3 separate regions of the Mus musculus genome follow, and all the other regions are linked to region 1. Evidence: chromatin contacts called from public Hi-C and HiChIP or PLAC-seq data. All regions are on one chromosome and are shown on one strand. The core of a region is the stretch at or near the end of the contact, and the rest is flanking DNA. Distances in the headings are between cores, read along the strand shown.

Region 1 (4,878 bases), core at 930-3,429:
GTGCTAAACAAGTGTTGGGTCCCAGAGTTCTAGCATTTGTTTTGTACAAGGTCTTGCTATACATACAATTCAGGAGAACCTATGTGCATAGACTGGACTGGAACTCATGAAATTTTGCCTCTACTTTGCAAGTTCTATGATTAGAGGCACACAGTACCACATGCCCACCAGGATAGCCTCATTTTCCACAGTAAATTTGAGGAATATTGGTATCTAAAACCAAGCACCCTCAATGTAAACCGTTTCTTTTTACCAGCCAATCTGCTGCTAGTTTCTTTCTCTGCACAACGGCCAACATTGGCTAAAGCAAACAAGACCTTACTGTAGGTGCCACTGACCCAGAAAACTTAAAAGCTATGCAGTAGAGGTCATGCTGGTTCAGGTGCAGGGTGCTCCGTCACTTTAGGGGGAAACATGGGATGGCGTCAAGGGAGGCAGGTGATATGAGGCTCTGAAGATGGAGAAGATGGATGAAGAGAGGGGTCTGGAGGTGAGCTTCCAGCTTGTGACAGGAGCGAAGCGAGCTGTGAACATGGAGAGGGAAGCAGGCAGTGAGCCTTGGCTTGACCACTCCTAAGCTGTGTGGTGGGATATGTGCACTAGGAAAAAACAAAGCCAAGATGGAGGGACCTCACCTTTTCAGAGGAGCTGTGAGGGCTGAGGCTCTGAACAGTAGGGTGAAGTGCAATGAGAACTTTAAAAGGACCCAGGATGTGGTCTAAAGTGTGTGGATGGAGAACTGGACCTGGGAACTCGGTTTAGTCTGCATTTATGGAACCCATCATGTCTAGAAACAGAATTGCTTGCAAAGGTGTTGAGTTTCTTTTATTCTTCTCAACGGTTATGAAGTTTTGCTTCATAGACGGGATTGCAGGCTCCAAGAGTGGGGCAGGATAAAGACTGGGCTTTCTCCAGGTTGTCTACTTCTGTGAACGCTGAACTAGGGAAACAATCCATAAGATTTAAACTATTTTTTTAAAGTCGCCCTTCTTGGTGGGGGAGAGGGGAGAGCGGTGTGCAGAACTTCATATAGCACCCCAAACGCCCCTCCCAACTGAGACCAACGGGTGTGTGTGTGTGTCCGCGCGCGCGCGATGCGGGCCAGAAACGTGCATCCTCGCACAGATGATCGCACAGCCTCAGAAGCAAACACCCAGGCCGCCACCCTGTCGCCTGCTAAGAGGATCTGGCCGCCAACACTAGGGGGAAGGGAGGACAAAAACAAAACAAAACAACAGCAAAAATCCCAACATAATGAATGTCTCGGGGGATAGCTACTCCTCCCTCAAGCTAACCCAGAAAACAAGCGCTCTACTTCCCCGGAAATGACATGCATAGGGGCATGCATTTCGTCCCAAAGCTGAGAAGCCTTGCAGGATTAGCTTTAGAGGCTCCTAGAACCCAAAAAGCAGCATCCCTTGAGTCTCTCAGGCTCTGCTCCCAGAGCTGGTGGCCACCATCCAAAGGAGCGGCGCCCCAGGCGACTGTTCCTGTAGGACCCGCCAACTACGCCCGCCTCCAGCCGCGGGGCACCGGCAGCAGTGCAGAGAACGGGACGCGGGCGGTGGCTTCCGGGGCCCGCCGGCGCCCGGACTCCGATTACAGGTTCACACCAGGAGCCCGGCAGGCGCGCCCTCGTGCAGCCCGGCTCCCCCGCCTGGCTATTCTTCTCCATTCATGCAGCCGCCCAGAGCAGCCGCCCAGAGCAGCCGCCGCCGCCGCCGCCACCGTCGCCGCCGCCGTCGCCGTCCGTCCGGATTGGCTGGCGGCCGGGGCGCCGGCACTTTCCCACGGCCCGCGGCGCGTGCGGCTCACCGGCGGCGCTGCAGGCGCGGCCCTGGCACACGGCCAGGCCAATCCGGGCGCGCGGGGTGGGGCTGGGCGGGGCGGTGGCTATCGCCGGGCTGGTGTCCCGGGCCGGCCCCCCATTTCTGCCCGCCGCCGGCCCACCGCCGCCCGCGGCCCCCAGCCGAACTCCTGCGGAGCCGACGCACTGCCGCCGGGCAGGGGCGGGCTCCGGGGGCGGGGAGCAGCCAGCCTCGGCCTCCGCTCGTCCCGCCCCCATGCGGCTGCCAATCTGCGCAGCGAGGCGCCAATTGGCCGGGGCACGCGGTTACCCGGGAGCCGTGGCCCCGCCCCTGCCCCAACCTCTCCGCCTTCCCCGCCCTCCCCCTATCCATGGGAAGGGGCGCAGCGTGGGAAAGGGATGGTTGAGTTTTAACCGGAGACTGAGCGTGAGTGGGATCAGTGTGCACGCACCTCCCGCAGCCGAGCGCTGAGCGGCCACTGCAGTTAACTCCTCCTTGCCCGCCGCGCGACCCTCCTCGGAGCCCACGCTCCGCCACCATGAAGAGAGCTCACCCAGACTACAGCTCCTCAGATAGTGAGCTGGACGAGACCATCGAGGTGGAAAAGGAGAGCGCGGACGAGAATGGGTGAGTTGGCGGCGTCCGACCGATCCGGAGCGGGAGGAGAGGATGGGGTGCGCTGATGCTGGGTTCCCTTTGCCGGGAGTCGTGGGCCGGCAGCTGCTGGCTGGGAGCAATCGTCCCCGAGCCCTCCAGCTCAAGTTGCCAAAGAAATCTGGTGTAGGAGGGCTCTCCTTTCCTTTCTCAAGGCAATTGCTTCCCATCTTACAGAAACTTGAGTTCGGCGCTGTGTTCCATGTCCCCAACGACATCGTCCCAGGTTTTGGCCAGGAAAAGACGGAGAGGCGTGAGTACCCCCCCCCCCAATAATTTAAATATATATGCACATTGTTATATTAATTAATTAACTAACGGAAAGAACCACATTTCTTCTCGTTGGAATGTACAGTCATAACGTAAATGCCCTCCTTTGTTTTTGTCTGCTTCCCATAGATCATCGAGAAGCGCCGACGAGACCGAATCAATAACAGTTTGTCTGAGCTGAGAAGGCTGGTACCCAGTGCCTTTGAGAAGCAGGTAATGGAAGTATGAGAGCGCTGAGTGTAGCCATCGGCACCTTCTGATTCCCTCCCCTCCGTGCTTCTAACCTCATTTGTGCCAAGTCGTTGGATGTTCTTACACAAATTCCCACAGATTTTGTGGATATACGTGACTTTTGCTTTTTTTTTTACGTTTGTATTTTACATGTATGTATATTTGTGTGCATATTTTAAGTTCTCCAAAGGCACTTGTGTCAGATAAGCCTTTTGTCTTCTTTTTAGGGATCTGCTAAGCTAGAAAAAGCTGAGATCTTGCAGATGACTGTGGATCACCTGAAAATGCTGCACACTGCAGGAGGGAAAGGTATTCCTCTCCAGTTCAGCTGGGGCTTTGCGTGCTCGGCGTGGGGGGTGGGGGTGGTAGCAAGCGCAGTCTGGGATTGGTGCAGTCCCTGCCTGCTTTGCTTTGTGGGGTGGGGAGAGCAGTATGTGCTTGCCAGCCAAGTGCACCTTCAACAGCACATGGGTTCTTGAGCAGTGAATACATCACCCCAATCCTCTTTCAACTGAGCTAATGCACCTTTCAGCAAGCGCCTGTCTCCCGGAGCTCCTCCGGTTGTGACAGCCCTGATTTAGGTCAAGTCACTCATGTTTGTCTGTTGCTATTTAAGAAAGGATTGGGAAATGGCTTATTAAAAAGAACAACTAGATAGTCGGAATTTTATATACAGATTTAGAAAACGAACTGCCAAAAGAATTTGGAGGAAAGAGACATGTTGGGGCTAAATAGAGAGGAAAAAAAAATCTAACGGGGTGAGAGACTGAAGCCCGTGTCTGTCTCCAGCCACCAGATTCTTCACCAAGGACCAAGTGCCTAAAAGCTCCACGATGATAACTTACATCTGTGTGTCTAATGAATTTCACTGCTCTGTGGTTTCTCTGTCCTTGATGTATTTTTTGTTGTTGTTGAGGGAAAACATTAAAGGAGGGAACATAGTTTCATCTGCTGGTAGGGTATAATTCCAATTTCTGCTCAGCAGCTTCTAATTGGGCTTTGAACTTGCATTAGCAAACATATACTGTTGATTAATGCAAAGATTTTGGTCAGCTTCAAAATATTTGAGCTTCCAGGACCCATGATCTGTGCTGTAATCCTGTATGGAGTTGCCAGGAAGAACTTTGGAGTGGAAGAAATTCAGGAAATGAGCAGAGCCTTGAAGGTTTTCCTTTGTTTTTGTGCACAGGTTATTTTGACGCGCACGCCCTGGCTATGGACTATCGGAGTTTGGGGTTTCGGGAATGCCTGGCCGAAGTTGCCCGTTATCTGAGCATCATTGAAGGACTCGATGCCTCCGACCCGCTTCGCGTTCGCCTGGTCTCCCATCTCAACAACTACGCATCCCAGCGGGAAGCCGCGAGCGGCGCTCACGGTGGCCTCGGACACATTCCCTGGGGAAGTGCCTTCGGACATCACCCACACATCGCACACCCTCTGCTGCTGCCCCAGAATGGCCACGGGAACGCTGGCACCGCGGCGTCACCCACGGAGCCGCATCACCAGGGCAGGCTGGCTTCTGCCCATCCGGAGGCGCCGGCCTTGCGAGCGCCCCCTAGTGGCGGCTTGGGACCGGTGCTTCCCGTGGTGACCTCGGCCTCCAAACTGTCTCCACCGCTGCTCTCCTCTGTGGCCTCGCTCTCAGCCTTCCCCTTTTCCTTCAGCTCCTTCCACCTACTGAGCCCTTCGACACCCACGCAGGCAGCAAACCTTGGCAAGCCCTATAGACCTTGGGGGACAGAGATCGGAGCTTTCTAAAGAACTGATGCTGTAGAACAAGGGAGGGGAAAGCTTAAAATCCCAGGTGTGTTGGGACGGTTGTCAACACCACCCTAAAGTCGCCAGTAAGTCAGGAAAAAGGTACATTTTCAGATAATTTTTTTCTAAAGACTAAAAGTTTGTTGGTTTACTTTTC
Region 2 (4,878 bases), core at 1,055-3,554, 420 kb before region 1:
TTTGCTTGTCTGTTTGGGACAAGGTCTCTCGTAGCCTGGGCTAGTCTTGAACTTAGCATGTAGTCACGTGAGGGTGATGAGGGACTTCTGGTACTCTTGCTTCTGTCTCCTAAGACTTGGGATTGTGTGCACTACCTCTCCCAGGTTTTTAGAGACATTCTTCCAGATCATTGGGTGGGAAGATCTCTTAAAGCTCAACACTGACAAGATCGAGGAGAAGCACAATATATAGACTAAATATTTGCACTATACCATGTCCCTATAGTCTTAGCTTCTTGGGAGGCTGAAATAGGGGGATCTTTTGGCCCTGGGGGTTCAGGGACAGTCAGTAACACAAGGCCAGTCTGAATAAAGTCCCTAGTGCAGTCAAAGGAGAAAGGCCCGGTAAGGCCAGCATGGGTTTCTAAGCCAAATTTGGTTGCGCGTGCTGCAGACTAGGTTAGCATCAGCCGTTCCGACAGTGGCCTGGCAGTCACAGGCACTCTCTTCTCAAGGATGCATGCATATCCTGACTCACACATGGCTCCCTTATTTATTTTTATTTTGTGTGTCCTGTGTCTTCACATGTCAGCTCCAAGAGAGCAGGGCCTGGCTTGGTGTGCTCTACTCCCAATGCACAGGGCCCAACACCTCACCTGTGACAAGCTGCGGCGGATCAGGGATTGGCTGTTGAATGACTAAATGACTGCATCTCAGAGGCCACATCTGCTGAATGGTGATCCTGCTGATGGAACTGAGGGGCTGTGACATCAGGCCCTTGACATTCACAGTCTCCTGTGAGAGACCTGACTGCCTCACAACCTCAGAATAAGTCCCACTTCTGTAGATAAGACAACATGGAAACTTAGGGGTCAGTGCTGAGAACCACGGGGCTAACAATGAGCAGAGCTGGAATTTACGTTTCGTTTCTGCATATCTATAGTCTGGAAGCACTCACAAGCTTGTCAGAATCCTCTCTAACACAGATGCAAAGAACAGGACTTTACTCCCTAGTGCCAATTTAGATATGCCAGCAGATCCAAGACCATTGCCTATTGGCAACTATCCCCCTCCCTCTTCCCCCTCCTCCTTCCCCTCCCCTCCCACTCTCCTTTTCTCTTTTCTTTTCTCTTTCCTCTTTTTTCTTTTCTCTTCTCTTCTCTTCTTTTCTTTTTCTTTTCTTTCTTTCTTTTTTTTTTTTTTTGAGACAGGGTCTCACTATGTGGCCCTAGCTGGCCTAGAACTAGCTGTATAGACCAGGCTGGCCTCTGTATCACAGAGATCTACCTGCCTTTGCCTCTCTAGTGATGAGATTAAAGATGTGCACTACCACCCAGGGCTATTTATTGGATTTTTGTGGTAGGGTCCCATATGATTTAGGTGGGCCTGAAACTCACTGTGTAGTTGATGACTCCCTGCCTCCACCTTGTAAGCGCGCTACAGAGCTGGGGACAGGGTCTCTCTGACGTAGCTTAGGCTAGACTTAAATCCTAGGGCCTCCTTCCTCACCTCAGCCTCCGGAGTGCTGGGATCTCGGGTTCATGCTTGCCTAACAGAATACAAATATCGTTATACTGTACTGCACAGGAGATCACAACCAGCAAAACGTTTGCATGTGCTCAATATAGAAGCCATTTTCCAACTAACCCACTCCACCTGTGTCTGGCTAAACTGGAGATATGGAGTGCCCACGAACCTGCTGCCAGCACGACCTCCAGACATTAGCTAGTCCTTGCAGGACAGTGGTGTTCGTTCCCATAAATGGGGCTATAAGACTGGGTGGTGCTGGCGTACACCTGTGAACTCATCACTTGGGAGACAGAGACAGAAAGATCTCTGTGAGTTTAAAGCCACCTTGGTCTACAGAGCAAGTTCCAGGACAGCAGAGCTACATGAAGAAGCTCTGTCTCGGAAAAACCAAAGCAAAACGAGGTGTGAGACATCCCTCATGAATGGGATAGATTGAAGATTGCTGCCTGGGGATGCCGGCTCACTCCTGTACTTCCATCGCTGGGAAGCCTGTTTTATTTTGTTTTGTTTTTTAGAGACAGGGTTTCTCTGTATAGCCTTGGCTGTCCTGGAACTCACTTTGTGTAGACCAGACTGGCCTTGAACTCAGAAATCCGCCTGCCTCTGCCTCCCAAGTGCTGGGATTAAAGGCGTGCGCCACCACGCCCGGCTTCATCGCTGGAAAGTCTGAAGCAGCAGGGTCCACATACAACCTGGGCTACAGAGTAAGCCCAGGCTTACCCAGAATACATAGCAAAATGCCATTTCAAAAATAAGATAACTTAACAAGACTAGAATAATATTACTGCCGTGAACATAAAAGGCTTCCTCTTTCATGTTACAAAATGGTGGGGGAAGATAAAAATGGCACAGAAGATTTCAACAAAACTTTCTCAGTTTGTTTGAGTTTTGCTTAGAATGCAAGAAGGAAGGAACTCTGAGTTGTTGGGGTTTGTTGTTGTTGTTGTTGTTGTTTCGTGACTTTAAAAAACATTTTTTTTTAAAATGGAGTTTCTCTTTTTAGTCCTGGCTGTCCTGAAACTCACTCTGTAGACCAGGCTGGCTTCTCAAACTCGACAGTTTTTCCTGCCTCTGCCTCCCAAGTGCCACACCCAGTTGCGTATTTGAGAGCCATTAACCCGAAAGACCGGAGAGGAAGTCGTCCCCGCCCCCCGCCCCCCCCCCCCCCCCACTTCTCCCGCTCTGCAGCAGAACTGCTCTGTGAGCCTGCTCTCTTTCTGCTTGTAAATCCACTTTATCTGCTGACTTGGAGCCACAGGACAGGGAAATGGCGTCTAAAAGTGACTTGGAATTCTGGGGACATTCTTGGCTGAGACACCCAATCACAGGATCAGCCAGCCCCGGGCCAGATTGTGAAAGAAGCTACGTGTCTCAGGGCGCCTCCATTCCTGAACCCCCACCTGCCCTTTCAACATCTGCTTCCGCCCCAGGCACCAACAGTCACGAGATTCCTAAAGTCACCTTTCCCAGCACACTGAAGTCAGGCTTACAAAGGTAAGAGACTTGCCAAAAGTGGGCTCAGCCCTGCTTTGAAAGTCTTTATGGAATAGTCAGAGAGAGACAGGGAATTACTGAGACGCCAGAGAGGGTGTCTCTAAAATGCCTTCAAAGGAAAGGCCATGCCAGACGTGGTTGTGTTTGCCTGTTATCCCAGCACCTGGGGCACAGGAGAATCAGGAGCCCAGGTCAGTCTCAGCTACATAGCTACTCTGAGGTCAGCCTACGCTACATGAGACCCTGCCAGAGCAATACAGAGGGATGGAGAAAGAACGGAAGGGACGGGAAAAGGAAAGAGAGAAGACCAGGGGACATTTTCAGTGTCTCAGCACCTCTGTATGACACAACTAGCCTCCATCTTCTTCAAAATCAAGTACTCCAACTGGGTGCTTTGCAGGCACCATACACAAATGTATGGAAGGAACAAAGGACAGGCAGGGTGAGACTCACTGAGAATGGACCCATGAAGAAACAGACAAAGTTCCTCCCTCTCCTTTTCTCCATTTCTGCTTACATGATGGACGTGGGAGAGAGACGAGGGTGTCTAGGAGAACCCGTCAAGTTTTATATTACACTACATTGTAGTTTATATTATAAAGGGTCAATAAATATTTTTTAAATAAACAGAAAGCAGGTAAATGAATCAGGAACTCATAACAGCCATTGCAACTTGAGGTGGATGCAGCCTTAGGATGCCCACTGAGCAGAGATGCTGAAGGAGCCTCCGCGGGTCACGGGAAGGGGACCGAGGCAGCTGGGCATTCCAAGTCAGGACCCCCAAGCTCTAGGGATGGCATCAGGTGGTTTTTTGTCAGTTTGCATTTACTGTTCTTTCCCTGGTGTTGACTGTATTTTATTTATTTCTATTTGGTAATTTACTTACCTTTGAAGTGTCCTATCCACTGCCACCTCTTCCAGGATATTTTATGTCTTAAGTAGGTGGGCCACTGCTACTCCTGTTACACTCCCACAATGTTCAATCCCGACCTTACTAGAAGCCCTTAGTACTGTCCCTTGACGTCGGGCAGCGCTTAGGATGTAACCACCACGTGCCTGCTGCACGCTAGGCAAGTGCTCTGCCGCTAAGCTGCATCCCTATTCTCCATCCAAGAGAGCTGTCTTTACCCCTAGGAGTAGCAAATTGTAATAGGTTAAATGCCTGGGTCTCAGGCCATCAGCTAAGTTTAGAAGGCTCACTATGAGGGGTGCAGTTTCCTTGTTCCTTCATCGTCTCCTTCAAAATAAGATTTTAAATTGTAGTGACAGTAGATTTCTTTTTTAAGGCGGAATCCCCATGTGTAGCCCTGGCTGACCTGGTACTCATTATGTAGACCAAGATGGCCTCAAGTTTATAGTGAGCCTCGGGCCTTTGCTCCCATGATGCGGAGCTTATGGGTGTGCACCATAATGACCGACCCAACTCCCAACATCCTGATCATCCTACGGGAAGGGGCATCTTGCTCGAGTGTAGTCAACAAATATTTCTCAGTCAGGAAAGGAATGAGTTGGCCACCAACAGTTCAGGTGCTTGCATGGAAACTATTTTGGATCAGGGCCCCCCCTGAGCTGCCTAGATCTCACCTCAGGGGAGGCTGCTTCTCGACTTGACCTCATCTGAACCAAAAAATGCTGGGGAAAGGGCTGCGTTCACCGTTTGGCTGCCATCTCTCCACCTTGGGGCACTCTTAAAGTAAATGGTTTGCACCAGCTAGAGAGGACTCAGAGTAAGAAGGAGATGATGGAATGGCGTCCGGAGTACCTGGGGACAAAGGCCAAGGGGCAGCCAAGCTGTAACGCTGCCATCCTACCCTCTGTATTCCGACGATCTCTGGGTCTCCTTCCCAAACCCATGCTGAGTTAGCCCCGATGCCA
Region 3 (4,878 bases), core at 1,729-4,228, 370 kb before region 1:
AGTGGCTAAATTGATGGCCTTGGGGACTAGCTTCAGGAATGCAATCAGGTGTGGCCTAGTTAGAGTACATGTGTCACTATAGGTAGGTGTTGAGAAGTCAAAAGTGCAGGCAAGGCCTAGTGTGCCTGCATCCGCCTCTCTCTCTCTCTCTCTCTCTCTCTTTCTCTCTCTCTCTCTCACACACACACACACACGCCTCTCTCTCTCTCTCTCTCTCTCACACACACACACACACACACACACGCCTCTCTCACACACACACACACACACACACACACACACGCACGCACGCACGCACGCACGCACGCACGCGCGCTCTCTCTCTGCTTGCTGCCTGTGGAGGACGTAAAGCTCTTAGCTACCCCTCCATTACTCTGCTTAGCTGCTTACCACCATGATGACCATTGACTAACCTAACCCTCTAAAACTGTAAGCAAACCTCCAATTAAATGCTTTTTAAAATAAGAGTTGCCTTGGTCATGATGTCTCTTCACAGGAATAAAACAGTGACTATCTTGACACAAACTAGGGTTATCGGAAAGGTGGGAACTTCAATTGAGAAAATGCTCTCACAAAACGAAAACAAAAGCACAGAGCCATAATTTGCAGCTGCCTGTTGGTGGCCCACGCCTTTAATCCCAGCACTGGGAGGCAGAGGCAGGTGGAGCTCTTGAGCTCAAGGCCAGCCTTGTGTACAGATCGAGTTCCAGGCCAGTCAGGACTAAACAGAGAAACCCTGTCTTTAGAAAACAAACAAACAAGCAAAAACAGAAAAAAATGCCGCTAACACAAAGGCTGTGAGTGTTGCAAATTGGAACTCAGTTCGAGCTTGACTCAGGCAGAAGCCTCTATGCTTTGCTGAGACACACTCAATGCACTCTCTCTGCAGAAGCAGACAGCACCGTTTGCACGAGCAGGTGTGTTTCTCTGGAATATGGTTAGTGCATCGATTATGCTGACAACATTTGATAAATAAGCTTAGCTATGGATTTAGTCCTACACTGTTTCAAGCCCCGGGAGTCACATTTACCATCTAATGTGTAGCTAAGCATATTCAAGAAAAATTTAGTACCTTGTTAGTTAGCATCATGCCAGTCTACAGAAAAGTAAACACAGATCCAATCCATTATCCCTGGGAGAGTTTTCATGACGAACACTATAAAAATATAAAACGTAAGTATTAGAATTAAGACCTGCGGGATTGCAGTCCAGGCTGTGACTGATAATCAACCGAGTGATTTCTTTTGCTAGGACTTTTTGAAGTGGGGTTGATGGCGTACTCCATTATTACATGCTATGTATTACCTCAGTATTGATTGAAGCTGCTTCAAATTGCTCTTACATGTACTGGGCTATTAAAGCATCTTACAGAGGATACTGATGAAGACATGACATGTGGGTCCATGCATTTCTTTTTGTCTTTTTTTTTTCTCCCTCTTTTTTTTTTTTTGGTTTTTCAAGACAGGGTTTCTCTGTGTAGCCCTGGCTGTCCTGGAACTCACTCTGTAGACCAGGCTGGCCTTGAACTCAGAAATCTGCCTGCCTCTGCCTCCTGAGTGCTGGGATTAAAGGCATGCGCCACCACGCCTGGCTCGGTCCATGCATTTCAAGAACACCTCACTCACTCCTTACGACATGTGTTCAGGCACCAGGGGGGTTTTCTTTTTTCTTTTTTTCTTTCCTTTTATTGAAAATAGATTCTTTTCTCACACAGTACGGTTATCATATTTCTCTCTTGCTAAATATGCTATTTCCATCTAGGGTCGTGGCTGAGGGGTCATGAAAGTACATGGTATAGAAATTCCATGTATAGCTACTGTGGGGCCACAGTAAAGGACATGGAGAAGGGAAAGGTCAGGAGAGAAAAGAGACCAATCCCCTGGCACCAGCAGACACAGCATCTGTGGTTGAAGTACAGACCGACACAGTGAAACACCCGCCACAGTGTACTAGCAAGGGAAGGTCCAGTCTCAAAAATGAGATAGGTTTAAACCATCTAGGACTGATATTTCACACTACATCTCTCCTGCTGGTTTCTGGCTCCTAGAGTTGCTGAGAATCAGCTAAAATGAGGGAGCCCATGCTCCAGTTACAAAAACAAAGGGTATGTGGGGGAGGGGTGCCGGAGAGAGGGCTTGAGAACACTGATTGCTCTTCCTGAGGACCTGGGTTTAATTCCCGGAACCAAATGGTGGCTCACAACTGCCTGTAAGTCCAGTTGCAAGGGATCTGACATCCTCGGGCAGATATGCAAGCAAAATGCCAATGCACATAAAATGAATAAATTAAAAAATAACAACCCATACTTATATATAAACAAACTTAACTAAACCCCACCTCCCCTTCTCCCCCACAACAAGAACTATCTGGGAGATGAAGAGGCTCAGAGAAAGTGAGTGCAGAGTGGGCCACGTATCATCAAAATACCATGTATGCATGTGTGCAATTGTTGACACACTGCATGCTTGTATGCAGTTGTCGACACATTGCATGCTTGTATGCAGTTGTCGACAGACAAAGCATATGAAGAGGACTGACAGAGTGGAAGAAGAAGGGAGGAGAAACAGAAGTAGGTAAGAAACTTCTTAAAGCAAGAGCCCTGCTTGCCCCCCCCCCCCCCCCCCCCCCGACTTCCACAGTCTGGTGCTGAGCTAGCTGGTTGACCTTTGACCTTCATAGAACACCTCAAAGCTCAGCACCACACTTTGTTCTGGAAGGATCAGATGGCAAGTCTGAAAGGTATATGCAGACACTGACTGCAAAGTGCCCTTTGGCCCAGTGCTCTGAAACTGTGAAGATACCACAGAAACCGGAAGCTGAAACTCCTGCTGAGGGAGAGAAATCAGCCCTAAAGCTCACTGCACGTCAGAGTGCTGTTGCTGGCTGTCAGTGTTGTCTCTGTTTAGTACCACTTTAGAAGGGCGTGACATTGGATAATCGCCTTGGGGTGGGGTGGGAGAAGGCCACGTGTTTAGAAAGAGATCCATCTGTCGTGCAGCTTATATAATGAAGCCATTATTGTCTTGTCTGCTTGGATTTGGAGCTTGCCATACTCTCTGTGGCTCCCCGGCTTAGCCGCCCCTGCTTATGGCTTGAAAAATAATTGCACTCTTGCTTTTAACTGTAGTGTGATTTCCTGTTTGTAGACATCATCATGCCGCAAGTTGTATTCGTAACACAATTAAGGTGTGTATAATCTGGTATGCCTTTTGTTTAGTTTTCTTGTGACTCAATAGACAGAGAAGGGATACCACGGAGGTTTTATGTTGGATAATCACCCATGCATCCTGCCGGCACTGCCGTGCCCATTTTCAGTCCTCTAGAGAAGACGAGAATAGTGTTCCAGAAATATCAGCTAATGGCCCACTGCCTTTCCCTAACTTCCCTCGAGAAGATTTATCTTCATCTGACTCTGCACCAGCAACCGGAAAGCGCACTTACCAGCTTGTAAAGCACTTTCTACACCAGTGGGACAGTGAATGACGGGCAGAGTGATGTCATTCCTCTGCCTTGCTTCACAGCTGAAGTGAAATATTTGCTAACTATTTCACGCATTTTTTAAAAACGGACGTAAATGATAAACAACAGAACTTCAACAATTGAAACCCTGCAGGAGAGAACGTAAAACCTTGCTTGCTGCTCTGCCTGTTGCCATGTGGTCAGGAGAGAGAGCTTTTAAATTGAAGTGTTGACCTAGTCCTCCCAGCAGACTAAAGAATGACGGGCCGGCCGTCCTGAAAGAACCCCCACTCACTGTGCCTGCAGGCAGGCTTTTAGGGAGCTGCCATCTTGAACAACAGACATGTTTGGAGCATCAATCAGACAAATACAATGAGAAACTCCTTGCATGTGTTATTAGATCACCGTCACAAAGTAGTTCTCCGAGTTATTTACTTTTGTGTGTGTGGTACTCTGAATTGAAGCCAGTGTCTTATGCATGCCAGGCAAGTACTCTACAACTGAGGTACAGCTTGGTCCTTCAAATTGACTTTTAATTGAAATGTCTCCTGATCAGTCTGAGTGTGTGTGTGTGTGTGTGTGTGTGTGTGTGTGTAGGGGTATGTGTGTATGGTGTGTGTGTGTGTAGGAGTATGTGTGTATGTATGTGGTGTGTGTGTGTGTGTAGGGGTATGTGTGTATGGTGTATGTGTGTGTAGGAGTATGTGTGTATGTATGTGGTGTGTGTGTGTGTGTGTGTATGGTGTGTGTGTGTGTAGGAGTATGTGTGTATGGTATGTGGAGTGTGTGTGTGTGTGTGTGTGTGTGTGTGGTGTGTGTGGGAGTATCTCACTCTATATCCCAGGCTGACTCAAACTCAGCCTGCCAATCCTGAGACCACAGATGTGTACCACAAAGCCAGCAAGGGTGTGATTGTTCAAGTTTCAGGATTCCCCTGAGAAGGGACAAGAAGTAATCCTTGCATTGCTCTCCTTATCTGATGGGCACTTGGTGAACACCGTCTCACATCACACCCTGGATCTGTTCATGTTCTTTCTTGTCCCTGGAAACAGAAGTCAGAGCAGGGAAGAGAAGAGGAGGAGATGGAGGAGAAAGTCTGGTCATCTGCTCACCTGCATGGAGTGATATGTGTCCTTTATCCACACGATGCTCACAGCAGTGCCATCAAGTGAGAATTACTACTATTCCCATTTCCTGGGGCTAAGAAAGGACGGCGGCATCTGAGAGGCAAAGGAACGGGTTCAGCTTGCAGTTGGAGACATTAACCATTAGCTTGGGGTCATCACCACTAGACCACTAGATTATAGAGATAGACTTATGGCCAGCTATTTTCTCTTAAAAGCCCAGGTCTTTCATTTCTGCCTAGGAATAGAAAATGCCCACACAAATCATACTTTCTGACAATTGTGTGAATGCCAG

The links. Hi-C and Micro-C count contacts between places; a contact is called where the count stands out from the background. HiChIP or PLAC-seq counts read pairs in DNA pulled down with a chosen protein or histone mark.
Region 2: a contact with region 1 is called in an H3K27ac HiChIP or PLAC-seq map of embryonic stem cells, with 6 times the contacts expected there. The contact joins the enhancer-like site here to the promoter of Hey1 in region 1. A contact is called at or near these places in 5 of 39 promoter capture datasets (embryonic stem cells, liver, neutrophils and 2 more), 3 of 115 datasets of contacts at active chromatin or transcription factors (bone marrow-derived macrophages and embryonic stem cells) and 4 of 9 other capture datasets (adipose tissue, embryonic stem cells, liver and 1 more).
Region 3: a contact with region 1 is called in a Hi-C map of muscle stem cells, with 2.9 times the contacts expected there. The contact joins the enhancer-like site here to the promoter of Hey1 in region 1. A contact is called at or near these places in 5 of 39 promoter capture datasets (the 3T3-L1 cell line, the HPC-7 cell line, cranial neural crest and 2 more), 6 of 484 Hi-C or Micro-C datasets (cerebral cortex, muscle stem cells, myocytes and 1 more), 5 of 115 datasets of contacts at active chromatin or transcription factors (astrocytes, bone marrow-derived macrophages, embryonic midbrain and 2 more) and 1 of 9 other capture datasets (adipose tissue).

The regions. Positions count from the first base shown.
Region 1 is chr3:8,664,339-8,669,216 of GRCm38.p6, reverse strand. It overlaps Hey1 (hairy/enhancer-of-split related with YRPW motif 1), which reads left to right and starts at 2,179. Exons shown (of 5, transcript NM_010423.2): 1 at 2,179-2,435; 2 at 2,640-2,715; 3 at 2,862-2,945; 4 at 3,191-3,272; 5 at 4,153-4,878. The coding sequence starts at 2,347. The coding sequence ends at 4,721. LOC115489673 reads left to right here. Exons shown (of 2, transcript XM_030252957.1): 1 at 1-1,993; 2 at 2,139-2,293. The coding sequence starts at 1,331. The coding sequence ends at 2,279.
Region 2 is chr3:9,080,262-9,085,139 of GRCm38.p6, reverse strand. No RefSeq gene overlaps it. Among named protein-coding and RNA genes, the nearest start is that of 4930539M17Rik, 21 kb to the right of the region's middle. Within about 2 kb of position 2,304, at least 15 of the 459 cell types and tissues checked have an H3K27ac peak or open chromatin away from gene starts, as enhancers often do. A contact at or near this core is called in embryonic stem cells, where this site is marked.
Region 3 is chr3:9,032,646-9,037,523 of GRCm38.p6, reverse strand. No RefSeq gene overlaps it. Among named protein-coding and RNA genes, the nearest start is that of Gm46832, 7.5 kb to the right of the region's middle. Within about 2 kb of position 2,978, at least 131 of the 459 cell types and tissues checked have an H3K27ac peak or open chromatin away from gene starts, as enhancers often do. A contact at or near this core is called in adipose tissue, bone marrow-derived macrophages, cerebral cortex and 2 more, where this site is marked.